Linked DNA regions of Mus musculus: all the other regions are linked to region 3. Evidence: chromatin contacts called from public ChIA-PET and HiChIP or PLAC-seq data. All regions are on one chromosome and are shown on one strand. Each heading gives the region's core, a stretch centred on a gene start, on an enhancer-like site or on the middle of the called end of the contact. The rest is flanking DNA. Distances are from core to core; before and after follow the strand shown. Region 1 has its middle 24 kb from the start of Gm46219. Region 2 overlaps Gm46219 (a long non-coding RNA gene). Region 3 holds the start of Rspo3 (R-spondin 3).

Region 1 (4,303 bases), core at 1,781-4,280, 190 kb before region 3:
GATGAAGTATGAGCAGGCACTCCACATTTAGCTGCCCCTTGCTTGCTCTTACCTTGTCTCGGTCTGCCTGTCAGCAGATGTGTTCTCTGTTGACCCTCCTCGGCTTCCCTCATCCCTCGCTGTTCTCAGCTGAGGAGCCTCACAGTACCATGCTTCTGCCTTCTTTCTTATTTTCATACAGTTGTTTGTTCATGTCTTCAAACAAATAATGACCCTTTGTGCTTGGCTCATACTAGATATTCATAATGCCGCACATGACTAAATAGTAGCTTACCCATCATTTTGCCTAATTATGTTTCTTATTTCATTTTAAACATTAGACTGAACACAAAATAGAACAGTTTCCTAATGTCTGGTATTGTTAAGACTTTTATAATTCCCTTAGAAAGTTTTTCTAATTCTATCCATAACTACGTATTTTGGAATATTTTATTATCTATTTATTTATCTTCCAATTATTTTCTACTTCAGTTAAACACTCCAGCTTCTATAGGTTGTTTATCCCTTTTTGACTCAGGAGCTAATGTTGCTATTATGTTTTGTTTGGTTGATTTTAATTTTGTTTGGTTTGTTCACAGCCATTCTATTACGGCCTGAACTTCATGTACCACTTTGTCTCATGGTAAACTGACCATTTAATACATAACAGAGGAATGTAGTGGATGGCCCTAGGGCTGTTGTAGTTTGATGTTAATTCTGCTTTCCCGGAGGGGTTGTCTGGAACAAGGAATGAGTTACAAACTCGTGTGACTTCTTGTGAACCATCTCCTAATGAAGAAAGGAATCAATCTCTGGGTGAGTAGACAGGGATTCTGGGTTGGACAGAGGAAGAGAGGAAGCAGGAGAAACTTAGGGGCTTTTTGGATAGGATAGCGAGAAGACAAGATGTAGCTACTAGTGTCTCCCGGCTTATATGGTGAATCCTGGTGGATTTAGATTTAATATGGTTTACAAGATTAGGATTCTAGTTGCTGTGCCCAGTGATTGAGTTACCGTTGTTTCCGAACAAAGTTTGCAGGCGTTTTCCTTCACAGGACACTTTGACTGGGTTCAAGAGAGAAAGTGTGGGCTTGCCGGTTGTGCACCACAAAGGACCTCAGGGTTTTGAAACCTGAGGCTGGAGTTGTAACGACCTGCCAGTGGGAATTTAGCAAGCTAGGTGGAAAGATTTTGGAGCTCTGCACTAGATAAGAACAGGCCAGCGAGACTGCGGGGTCTGAGAGTAGCTGGGTGTAGCGCGGGAACTTGCCAATCCTTTTTTAAAGGAAGCCTTTTGAGTTCTAAAAATTCCGACTCTGTAAAGTACTCTTGTAACCTTCGGCTTATAAAATCTATGCATATCCTAATGGTTGTTTGGTAATTTAAGAGGTGTTTGAATTACTAGGTGAGGCAAGTCACTGTAATAGTAAAGCAAAATAACTAAATACATCTGAAGCCATATAATTTAATGTATTAGGAGCAGATCTTTTGAAAATTTCTAGAAAGTTATCCAGTATCCCATTGACTGGCATTTTAAGACACATTTTACAGCTTAAACCCCAGCTTAAGTGCCTGTATCATCCAAGAGGGAGAAGGAACCAGCACAATGGCACTCCTAGCCATGGAGCATGCATTGCTTCTTTACTGAGCCATTAGTTCACAGTCAGCATTGTAATTGAGAAGGAACATCCCTTAAATGTGCTAAATCAATTAATTACCCAAACACACTTCCATGAATGTCCTGTAAGATTGAAATAGCTTCCAGATGTCACATTTGCTCATTCTTTGGTCAGCAAGCTTCTGTGGGTCTACACCACTCCCCACAGAAAGGCAAAGAGGTACAGTCATGGCTTTCTGATGTGAAATAATTCCTATGATGAGCTAAATCTTGGCATAGACACAGATATCCTATATCATGGGCTAATGATTTTTAATCATTCCCCATCATGACTTCTTTATAAGTGAAAAAAGGGACAGTGACTAGTAATGGCAAGGAACCCATAGCAACCACAATGGATACGAAGAATGCCGTGTTTTGAAGAGAAGTAGACATGTACTTACTAGTAATCAGACTTTGATGTTCCCCATGTCCTTGCATTAAAATGACCTCATTAATGTATTTTCCCATTGAGAAAGTGTGTATGGCAACATTAAGTTCTGTTTACTATTAAGTGCAGTCTTTTCTCATTTAGCATCTAATGCTTGTTTTATTTTAGTGCATTTAAAAACAATGTTATTCTAGCATACCCAATGAATTAGATTTCTGAGGTACAGTATTATGGAGAATTTGAATGCATTATGCTATCCTCATGGTAAGTTTTATTCATTAAATAACATTTTGTAAGATAAAGTCATACATTTAGAATTGTTTTGTTACCTTTAGATTGTTCTATAATCTTTAAAACAACATCAACATGAGTTGAACTTATTCTCCAGTTTTATACATCCTATTAACATAAAACTGTAAGGCAAATTTGCTTTTAATAATTTTCTTTAAACTCCGTGCTTTACTTGAAATAACTCATTTACTGAAAATCCTTTATTTGAGTTGGTGGCAAGAATAAACACATAGTTCTCATTGACTTTTATTATTTATTGTAAAGTAATTTGGCAGAGTGTTGTGTAGGCAACCAAAAGAAATAAAAGATTCATCAAAACTACCAATCTTTTTTTGATTTGCAGAGTAACAGAAAACAGGAGGCCAGCCCCGTTGTACTCCCTGAAGGCTTGGTTCAGTATGTGCCAGTGATGGAAACCATCGTTCGCCTATAAAGCAACAATTAGGGCTGGTTTCCATTGACTCAATCAGTCAAATATAAAAATACAAAAGACTAATATAAAATAAGCTCTCTTCTGTGCAGCTTCACATGCCTTAAATATGAGCACTCTTGGATATGTGCTGCCTTTACTGTTTACCAATACTTTACTGCATTTTTGGTTTAAAAGTTCATATTCTAATTGCAGAATTAAATACAAGAGGCTGTAGAATCAGTAGTTTTCCATCTAAATGACAGCACAGTTGGAAGGCAAATATATAGCTCAATAACGTGATAAACTGAGGTTCTTAGCAACTTACATAGTCTCTTGGTATATTTGTTTTCTTTTATGAGACATATTAAATTACACAGAACATTAGAAAAATTCAGTCTGCTTAAAAATTTCAGAAACAAAAAACTTAGAACAATTAGTTGAAGAAAGGAAAGAAGAAACATATTAAAGGATCTAAAAGGGCCCAATTACCATGGAAATTGTTTTCGATGTATTTTGGTGAGAAGCTGGCAGAAAGTTAAAGCTATTTGCAGGTGTCAGTCTGAGCAAGTGAAACCTTAAAACTAACTGTGAACAAGGTTAGTGGGGATAACAAAGGTTGTTAAGGAAATAAAGATGTTTTCTCAAAAAAAGAAAAAAAGCTACAACAAAATAAATGGTTCTAGATTAAGGATTGCATTCATTTGCTCATAGTCAGTTATTAACTGTTTACACATTCATGTTTGAGTTATACAGAATTAACTGAGAATAAAACAGCAATAAACTGCCCGTCTCTGATGTTAAAAGGCTGGGAACAGTGATAAACATTGGTGTCTTTGAATAACAGAAAATTCCATTCTTGGGTGTTTAGGCTGGAAACATTCAATGATGCTTAAAGAACTTTCCCAAGTCAAATTTTTCTTAACTGTGTGCCTAGAAATTATTCCATGAAGAAAGTAATGACTATTGGCTTTGTTAAATAACATTTCTACCAGCATCAAAGGTTAATAAAAGAATACACTTTTACTATTGCCTCATAAGACATAAACACATCTCTTTCTTAAAATCTCTTTTAGACCTGACATGACGGACATCACGATACCTTTACATATACGTATATATATATATGTATATGTATATGTATATGTACATGTACATGTACATGTACATGTATATGATGTATATGTATATGTATATGTATATGATGTATATGTATACGTATATGTATATTTCTACTACTAATTGTCTTAGTTAGGATTTCCATTGCCATGAAGAGACACTATTGTGGGGAGCGGGTGTGGCGGCAGTCCCAAAGGTGCCAGGGACTGCAGCTAAGTCGTATGACTTGCACCTGACTTCCTCATATAAGCCACAAACATCTTGAGAGCTGCGCAGGTGCACCAGGATACCGGTGAATCCAATTTGGTGGAGATTTGCCCCTGCTGCCCTGATTAGCTGAGGCTGCGTGCCTGGAGAGGCGGCGTGGCCTGCTGTGCGTGGATGAGAGTATAAAAGAGTGAGAGGCCCAGGCTAGAGGGAGGATTATTATTCGAGAGAGGATTACTATTAGTGGGGA
Region 2 (3,812 bases), core at 58-2,557, 160 kb before region 3:
CCCCATTTTCCAAAAAGTAATAAAAAGAGGGACAGGAGAAATGTATCAAATGGATGCATATCTTTGCATTGGACGCACTGGTAGTTAACACTTTTATAGCAGGAGACACTTTATCACCAACCTTTAATGCTCATAGCTACATGCTTATAAAATGCCACTGAAATATTAAAATAGCAACATTTTAACTCCACAGTGATGATCTTCATGGGTGTGCAATTTGATTAAGGAATTTTCTATATCAAAATATATTGTGAATTAGTATTTATTTTCTTCTTTTTAGAACATTTGCTGATTTTGCTGGCCTAATTGTTGAGCTCCAGACTCTATCTTAATGGAAGTGGATGGCATTCCTGAGATGGCACTCAAAGTCATCCTGTTGCCTACATATGTACCTATAGACATGTCAATGCACACCTATGCATTACATACAAGTATGTACCTGCATACCCAAGCATGCACATACACACACACACACACACACACACACACACACACACACACCACAAAGCAAGGCTACTAGCACTTTTATTTAACCAGTAATATAATGATGTTTAAAACAGTAATAGCAATAATCACGTATCAAAACTCACTGGCTGTGATGATATTGGGTATCCTCTTTAATTTGTTTATTAAACAAAGTTTAAGGTTAGTATCATCATCATTCTCATTCTATAGATAAGAAAGCTTGTTAAAAACCTTGCCAACATTAATTGCATCATTATTATAAAGCTGAACCTCAGATCTAGACCTGATGATGCAGACATCTGGACAAGGACTCCTGTCAAAAACCGAGAATATGATCTCTCCTGGTCAAGTGCCTCTTTGAACATATACTCTTGGTCCTCTCCCTCACCATAATCACTGAGAAAATACAGGAAGAAATTTTTCTTGGGAAGCAATGAAGAAATGGAATCAAACTAAGAAAAATTGAGAATTAGAGCTCTGTACAGTGAAACAGAAACAGCCTTAAGGTAAGGGATGGTGGGGGCAGTTGGGGTGAGATGGTCATTTTTTCTGTTGTGTTGCAATCTGTTTCCGGTCTTTTGTCTATGCTGCACGTAGCCACATTTCTTCCCAGCAGGACGTTTACAACCGACGACTTATCTTGTGTTAATGAAAGCAGCAGCAGAAATGGGGACCAAGGAAGAGGAGTATCTCACTTCCTGTGCCATAATGGCATCTGATAGTGGCTATCTCTTCAGCATGTCACATTTCTGCCATTCTTTCCGAAGCTCCAGATCCTGGGCTGGCTAGTCCTAGCTTCTGACTGGTGGCCCCACTGGCTGCTCTCTGTAAACAGACGTGTATGTATGCTATGACTTTCCAGTTGAAGAAAAGTATTACCCTTCTGTCTCTGGAGATAAACTTTACGATGACTTAACTCTGACCTTTTATCTTTTCAACTCAGCTGCATAACCGTGCAGATAACAACCGGGTGGCTTTCTGTTTTCTAAACCTTGAAAAGCATGCTATGAGGTGACAGAGAGCAATAAGATGAAAGTAAGTACACTGCATGTGTGTAATGATATACTAATTCAGAAGCTTCCAGAACTTGACGACTGACATACTTCACAGATGAAACAGTGCCTTTTCCACGGGTTATTGAAGAGACTCAACAAATGTGATTGGAAGGCTTCCATTAACAAGGTCCACATTAACCACAGGTTAGAGATCCATAGCCAGGGACCTAAGGTTAAGACATAGTACAGAGCAGAATTATCGGCATGGTACATGAGCTAAGTGAAAGAAGTTGTATGCTGGGAGGGTAGATAAACTCAAGGAAAGAGAGAGCAGGAGAAAGGGAAAGAGAGAAAGAGAACATTTATCCAGAAGAGTATCAAAATGATAATTTCAAACTATTCTAGTAACCGAGTCTTCAGAACAGTGCCTGCAGAACTGGGTGCTAGTTCACCGCAGGAAAAGAAGTGGAGCTACACCATGGAAAGTACACTACAAAGTGCTCTGAGCCTGTTACAGAAATCAAAGTGTGAAAGAGGAAAGGAGGTGAAAAATACACTTGTGAAACCAGAGCTTTGGGAAAATGACAAACAGAAGAAACAATATGATTTTCCATACTATCTTTTCCTAAAAATCTTCAGATAACAGAATGGCGAAAAGCATTACAAGCCAATGCCATGGTCTCATTTGTTCAACTCGATTGGGTAAAACCGGACAATTGAAGCGTGCCGTGTTATCATCTCCCAAAGACAATACTCAGCACCAGGTTAAAGCACTAGGTACAACAGCAACCAGTTCATCTGGATCGAGTCTTTGATCATTTAACCAAGGTAAATGTGGTGGAGATCAAGTCTCCAAAGATGATAGATTAGGGAGTTTGCCTTAAAAATTTTCACCTGGAAATCAACTCAGCTGTGTTTCAAGTTGTCAGGGATTTAGGACTTTGGTTTATTGATTTATATAACAGTAGAAGAAAACGTCTGACTTCTAATTTTTATTTGTTTATTTATATCTGGTGGCAGTCCCAGAAATACCTAGGGATGCTAATGTGGCTACTCACTCAAATAGACTTCCCAGTTTACACAAGAGACTTCGTCAGGATTTTCCATTTTCACAATGATTGTATCATCTCATCTCTGTCCTTTACATCACGTTAGAGAATAAGTTTAGGGAAACAATAACATATCTGGTAGCCATACCAGTTAGAATAGAAATCTTCAACTTTTTATTTTTCTTTTCATCAAAATAATAAGAGAAAAATACATTTAGCAAAAGTTATTTCCAAAGTCAATAGTGTCCTGGCACGGTCATGAGTAGCTGGGTGACTGGAGTGTGGTTTGAGTGAGAAACCTCCCACACAGGCCCCTGCATTTGAGTCCTTGGCTGAAGCTGCTGTTTGTGGGAGGTTATAGAAATTTCAAGATGAGCGGCTTTGCTGACAGAGGTACATCACTGAGGGTGGGTCCTACAGAATTAATCATCTTGCTCTACTTCTTGATTCACTAGGTTTCCTGTTTGCAAAATAATGACCAGCCAGCTTCCTGCTCAGACAGCCAGCCACCAGACCTTTATGGACCACACTTCTAAAACTTGAAGCCAAAATAAACTCTTCCTGCTATAAGTTGCTTTTGGCTGTGTACTGTAATCCCAGTAGACAGAAAGTAACTACTACAACCAGTTCACTTTAGGCCAAACAATACCATAGGAAAGACACATATTATCACAGCTTGCTGAAGATTTGTTGTTACTGAATTTTACCCCAGTATTCTATCCTTGACTTGTACTGAGGGCTGGTGTAAGAGAAACAAAGAGAAATTAGTTGGCTAAGAATGATGGCGGTCACTTGTGGTATCTTTACTCAGGAAAAGGAGAAATTAGTGTAAATCCACTGTCAGAAAGTGGTCTCTTTTCATATCAGTGCAGTTTGCTTTTGCTGGGAGAATCTTCCTGGTTTGGGGGAACAGATATTTGTAAGTTTCGTATGTTCATAAGAGAGTTTGCTCTGATCACTAGCAAAGAAACTTTTGTCTGGTTTAATATTTGTGCTGCTTCTAGTCACACTTTAAATGATGGTATCTGAATTCGAATGTGCGTGTTTTCTATCCTTCAGGTTCGATTTCTCTAATTCACTGTACCGAAAGAACCTGGCTCCATGATATCTACTTTATTTCCTTATAGCCAAAATGGAGAGATGGCAGCATTGTACAAGCTCTTTAAAAATAAAATATTTGTAGATTGCATTTTAGTACATTTATTTAGTGTATGTGTGTGTATGTGTGTAAGCACGTGTGTACACATAAGCCCACTTACACCACAGCATGCAAATATAAATAGAGGCTAAACTTTGGCAGTAG
Region 3 (4,249 bases), core at 101-2,600:
CACTCCTGCAAATCTCAGTTGGTTTCAAAGTGGCCTGCCTGTAATCCAATGCTGCATAAAGCTTTAGCATTACAAAAGAATCCTTCAGAATACTCATCAGCACCCTTAGGACAGGTTTACATTAAAAATGCTTTGAGGCTTGTGACCTCCAACAAAACAATTCAGTAACTATAAGTGTCTGTGCTACAGAAGAAGAGGTAGGATGCCCAACAGCGGAAGTCATCCCAGGGCCTGGTCTTTTCCCTGGTAGTGGTTTAACCTGAGAACCTGATTCTCTCTCTCTCTCTCTCTCTCTCTCTCTCTCTCTCTCTCTCTCTACTGCCAAGAGCCCTCTACTCCCACTCCCCTTGCTCTGGAAACAGAAGCAAGAAATGGAAATGGACCTTTACTCATTATCACCAAATGGAGACAATCTTTCCACATAGTATTCTCAGTCCCCCAGATGAGAAACCAGAATGTACAACAGATCCTCTCAACAGCATAAGAAGATGAGAGAGAGAGAGAGAGAGAGAGAGAGAGAGAGAGAGAGAGAGAGAGATTAACACTCTTTAACAGTGACTACTTAGGGAAGTGCCTGAGGGAGGGGGGATCTTGCAGAGCAAAGGCTGGGCTTGGAAGAAAGCCACAGTACAATTGCTTTTCCATCCAGGTTACCCAGAGAGCTCACACCTCTGGGTCCTCCCCTTAGGATCAGGTAAAGCACCTTCAAGTTGAAGGGTAAACTCCCACCTAAGCCCCTTGAGACCACACAACACAACCACAGCTACTTTCCCTGGAAAAAGGGGGGGGAGGGAGTTGGGGGGGAGGGGAGGGTTAAAGCAACAGAGAGACACTGAGAAAGGCTAAGAGTTGAGAGGGCATCTGTATCCAGAAATCCCAAGAAATTAGGAACAAGAGAGTCGAGTGGTGAACTTCCCAAGAGCAGTTGCTGGAGTGAGGCAGGGTCTCTGAAGAACTGAAGGACATGGCCACTACTATGTGGTTAGATCTGCCAGAGGCCAAGGACAACAGAAGCATTGGGTCTGGGGTATTTGGTACAGCTGGGACAGAAACCACCAAACCCCAGTGCGCCCACCTTGCCGGGTTCAAATTGTCCCTCCCCCAACCCTGCTCCCGTTCTCCCGCCGTCTTTGCTGAGTCCAGAGATGCTCCGCCACAGACCCGGGACCCCTTAGGCGCCTCTTCCCGTCCATCTGCCAAATCGCAACGCCTGTACTTTTCCAGCTCCCTCTTTCCCTCTTGAAATTGAAAGTTATTGAGGTCGCTCCGGGTTGTTGCTCCTCCCCGTCCCCGAGCTCCCCCCGCCCCCCGCAGCCATCCCGTCTCCCCCTCCCTCCTCCTCCTTCCCTATGGGGTGCTCCTAGCCCGGCCCAACACTGGAGCGGCTCCTGCTCAGAACGCCAGAAGCAGCTCGGGTCTCTCCAGCGCCCCTTGACCATGGCTGCGGTACCCACGGCGTCCGCTTCCCTGCGCTCCCGGGGTCCCTGCCACAGCCGCAGCCGCTGCAGCCTCTGAGCCCCAGGGGCCACTGCTCGCCTGGATTCCGCCCGCAGCCGCCGCTGCTGTGCAACCGAGGCTAACCTGCGGCCAGCCAGGAGGCTCCTGCAACCTTCGCTCGCGGCGATGACAGCCACCCCAGAGCAGCCGGCTGTGTTCGGACAATTTGAGAATGCAATTGTTGGTTTCCCGGTCCACCCGTCCCGCTTCGCTTGCCATCACAGCACGCCTGTTGGATCTCAGTGGAGAAGTCCCGCTGCTCTGGTTTTTCTACTCTTCGTATAGACTCGCCTAACACCTACATACATATTTTTCTTTAAAAAAAAACATTAAATATAACTAACAGTGAAAAGAAAAAGGAGAGAAAAAAGGGAAACATTACAGGGTTACTATGCACTTGCGACTGATTTCTTGTTTTTTTATCATTTTGAACTTTATGGAATACATTGGCAGCCAAAACGCCTCCCGAGGAAGGCGCCAGCGAAGAAGTAAGTTTGGGGTTTTCTTTTTTTTTGGGGGGGGGAGTGGGAGAGGAGGGGGTATTGTTGTTGTTTGTTTTTGTTGTTGTTGTTTTGGTTTTGCTTTGCGTTATGTCTTTGCTCCCTTCCACCACATTCACCTGTCAGCTGGTTTTGCCTGCCCAGACCCAGCTGCTGGAGGAAACAGTCTTTTCAACCTACACCCTATGCCTCCCACAGGAGATAGCAACTCGGGGCACTGGCTCTTCTACTCCAGTACACAAACCAGTACTGGAGTCGGTGCACCCGGTGCTAGTCTGCCCCCCCCCCCCCCCCCCCCCCCCTGTAAATCAGGATCTGGAAATCTTTCTTTCTTTCCTAGATTCGCTGTAGGGATTTGTGCTTTCCTTTGAGGCTCCGACGGAGGCCTAGAGCCCCAGGCAGTTGGGTCTCCCTGCCTTTGGGTTGTTTGATAATGGCAGGCAAGGAGACTGGGATCATCCCAAATTCCCGCCTGGCTCCGGGAACCTTGGCTGCCCCTCCCCCTAGGTTGTTTTATGGTAGTCTAGTCAATCAACCTGGGGCGGGCCCAAGGGACAGTGAGCAAGCTCCCGCGCTGCAGCTTCCCACGAAGCGCACGAGTGGAGTGGCGCTGAGGCGCCAGGGCTTCCACGACTGTCTGCTGAGTTGCCCCATGTCCCATCCTCTGGGGTTGGAAGTCAGAGGAACTCCAGAGGTTCCGAACTTCAGTCACTTTCACGCCTTGCCTGTCCCCACGTGAATGCTCTGGCCACCTCAGACTCTTTAAAGGGGGTCCCCTGAGACAGGCGCATACTGAGAGTCGGGTTCCCCCAGCACATCTCCTCTCTGCTCTTCAGTCTATTACACAGGAGAGTATTATGTCCTGGCTGTGTGAAACTGTGCCTTTGCTGGAATTAAATGGATGCCTCAGGGCAGCCTCCACCTAAATTGGTGCAAGGCATGCCCGCATCTTTCAGAGATTCGGGAACAGATGTAAGGGTGGTTTCTCTTTTTGTTCCCGGGTGGCCCAGCACGCTGTTGTCAGTGCCCGCAAAGGTTGTCCTTTCGAAGAGCTAAGGACAACCCTGACTCTACCGAGGGCTCTTGGCCCCCCTGGGGTAGTTACTAAGGAAAACTAACAGAAAAAAACCAGTAAAGCAATTGCTTTGGTAGCTTGGATCTGGGGGGTTGTTCAGCCCATGACCTTGTCTGGTTCCCAGATGAGATCTCTTTCCCAAGTGTCCAGCCCACAAAACCCTTGAGGCAGGGATGTTGGTAGCTCTTAGGACACAGGACCACTTGTGTGGGGTGGAAATTTAGCAATCTCCTCTCTCCACTGTTTGTCTCTGTCCTGGCCCAGGACGTGAGGGTCCCCTGAAAGCTCCCTTTGTACCTCTAGCCCAAGCCAGACAAAGTTTGATTCACCTGAAAATTGCCTTTAAAAATCGTGGCTGGGCGGGAATACCAGAAGCTTGGAGTCCGAGTTGGCCCTATTGCCTCTAGGATCGCTTCTCAGCGCAGGAGAGCCTAAACTAAACATGTCAGGGCATCCGATTTATTATTCTTGGCCTCTGAGTGGTTTGTATTCTTTGGAACCCTCCCACCCACTCTATCGCTCAGGCCCTGCTGCTGCGGTATACTGAAGCGGCAGCCTGGGGGGCCACATCGCCACTCCTGGCCAGCTTGGTCCGCTGGGCACTGAGTTTCGGGGCCAGTGAGGAAAGCGAAGCTAGGAAGAACACGGCTGTTTGCCCCGCATAGCTCATGCCAATAGGCTTATCCCAGTCTACTCCATTCTGTAGTGTCCCGGACCCCGGAGCTACACACTTGCCGGGGTGGGGCAGGGTCCTGTGTCTCAGCATCACTGGTACCTGAGTTTTTGGTTGGGTGCGGGGGCTTCTGTTTCTGAAAGAAATAAAAGAAAGCAAAGAAAGTTTGTTATGCGTTCGTTCCCATCTCTACACCCCAAAGGACCAGAGTGGGGAAACTCAGAATGCGCACATCTGGGCTGGAACTAGGGCGATGATTTGTGAAGTCTAAAAGAGACTGCTTTTCTCTCTTCCTGTATCATCTCAAAGCCAAGTCAAAGGCGCCCTCTCGTTGTGTTGCGGGGTTAAGAAACAAAATAAATGGAATTGAGCTGGAATTTCAGTGATTCTATGGTAATGGGTCTGGAAAAGAGGTCTCTCCTGCTGCACTCTTGGTGCGGCTGCTCTTGAGTCGGCTTTTGCGGCTCGGTTGCTCCTGCAATCTTGGGAGAGGGGCGACCCCTT

Evidence for each region. ChIA-PET counts read pairs in DNA pulled down with a chosen protein or histone mark. HiChIP or PLAC-seq counts read pairs in DNA pulled down with a chosen protein or histone mark.
Region 1: a contact with region 3 is called in an H3K4me3 HiChIP or PLAC-seq map of embryonic limb bud, with 2.4 times the contacts expected there. The contact joins the enhancer-like site here to the promoter of Rspo3 in region 3. A contact is called at or near these places in 6 of 39 promoter capture datasets (the 3T3-L1 cell line, cranial neural crest, embryonic stem cells and 3 more), 2 of 115 datasets of contacts at active chromatin or transcription factors (embryonic limb bud and embryonic stem cells) and 1 of 9 other capture datasets (pancreatic islet).
Region 2: a contact with region 3 is called in an SMC1A ChIA-PET map of the G1E-ER4 cell line, with 6 read pairs. The contact joins the enhancer-like site here to the promoter of Rspo3 in region 3. A contact is called at or near these places in 9 of 39 promoter capture datasets (the 3T3-L1 cell line, cranial neural crest, embryonic stem cells and 5 more), 1 of 15 datasets of contacts at CTCF or cohesin (the G1E-ER4 cell line), 4 of 484 Hi-C or Micro-C datasets (embryonic stem cells, nephron progenitors and uterus), 1 of 115 datasets of contacts at active chromatin or transcription factors (embryonic forebrain) and 1 of 9 other capture datasets (embryonic stem cells).

The regions. Positions count from the first base shown.
Region 1 is chr10:29,723,933-29,728,235 of GRCm38.p6, reverse strand. No RefSeq gene overlaps it. Among named protein-coding and RNA genes, the nearest start is that of Gm46219, 24 kb to the right of the region's middle. Within about 2 kb of position 3,030, at least 2 of the 459 cell types and tissues checked have an H3K27ac peak or open chromatin away from gene starts, as enhancers often do. A contact at or near this core is called in embryonic limb bud, where this site is marked.
Region 2 is chr10:29,691,111-29,694,922 of GRCm38.p6, reverse strand. Gm46219 (a long non-coding RNA gene) reads left to right here. Exons shown (of 2, transcript XR_001779752.2): 2 at 281-1,806. Among named protein-coding and RNA genes, the nearest start is that of Gm46219, 9.5 kb to the left of the region's middle. Within about 2 kb of position 1,307, at least 11 of the 459 cell types and tissues checked have an H3K27ac peak or open chromatin away from gene starts, as enhancers often do. A contact at or near this core is called in the G1E-ER4 cell line, where this site is marked.
Region 3 is chr10:29,532,968-29,537,216 of GRCm38.p6, reverse strand. Rspo3 (R-spondin 3) reads left to right here and starts at 1,350. Exons shown (of 5, transcript NM_028351.3): 1 at 1,350-1,985. The coding sequence starts at 1,889.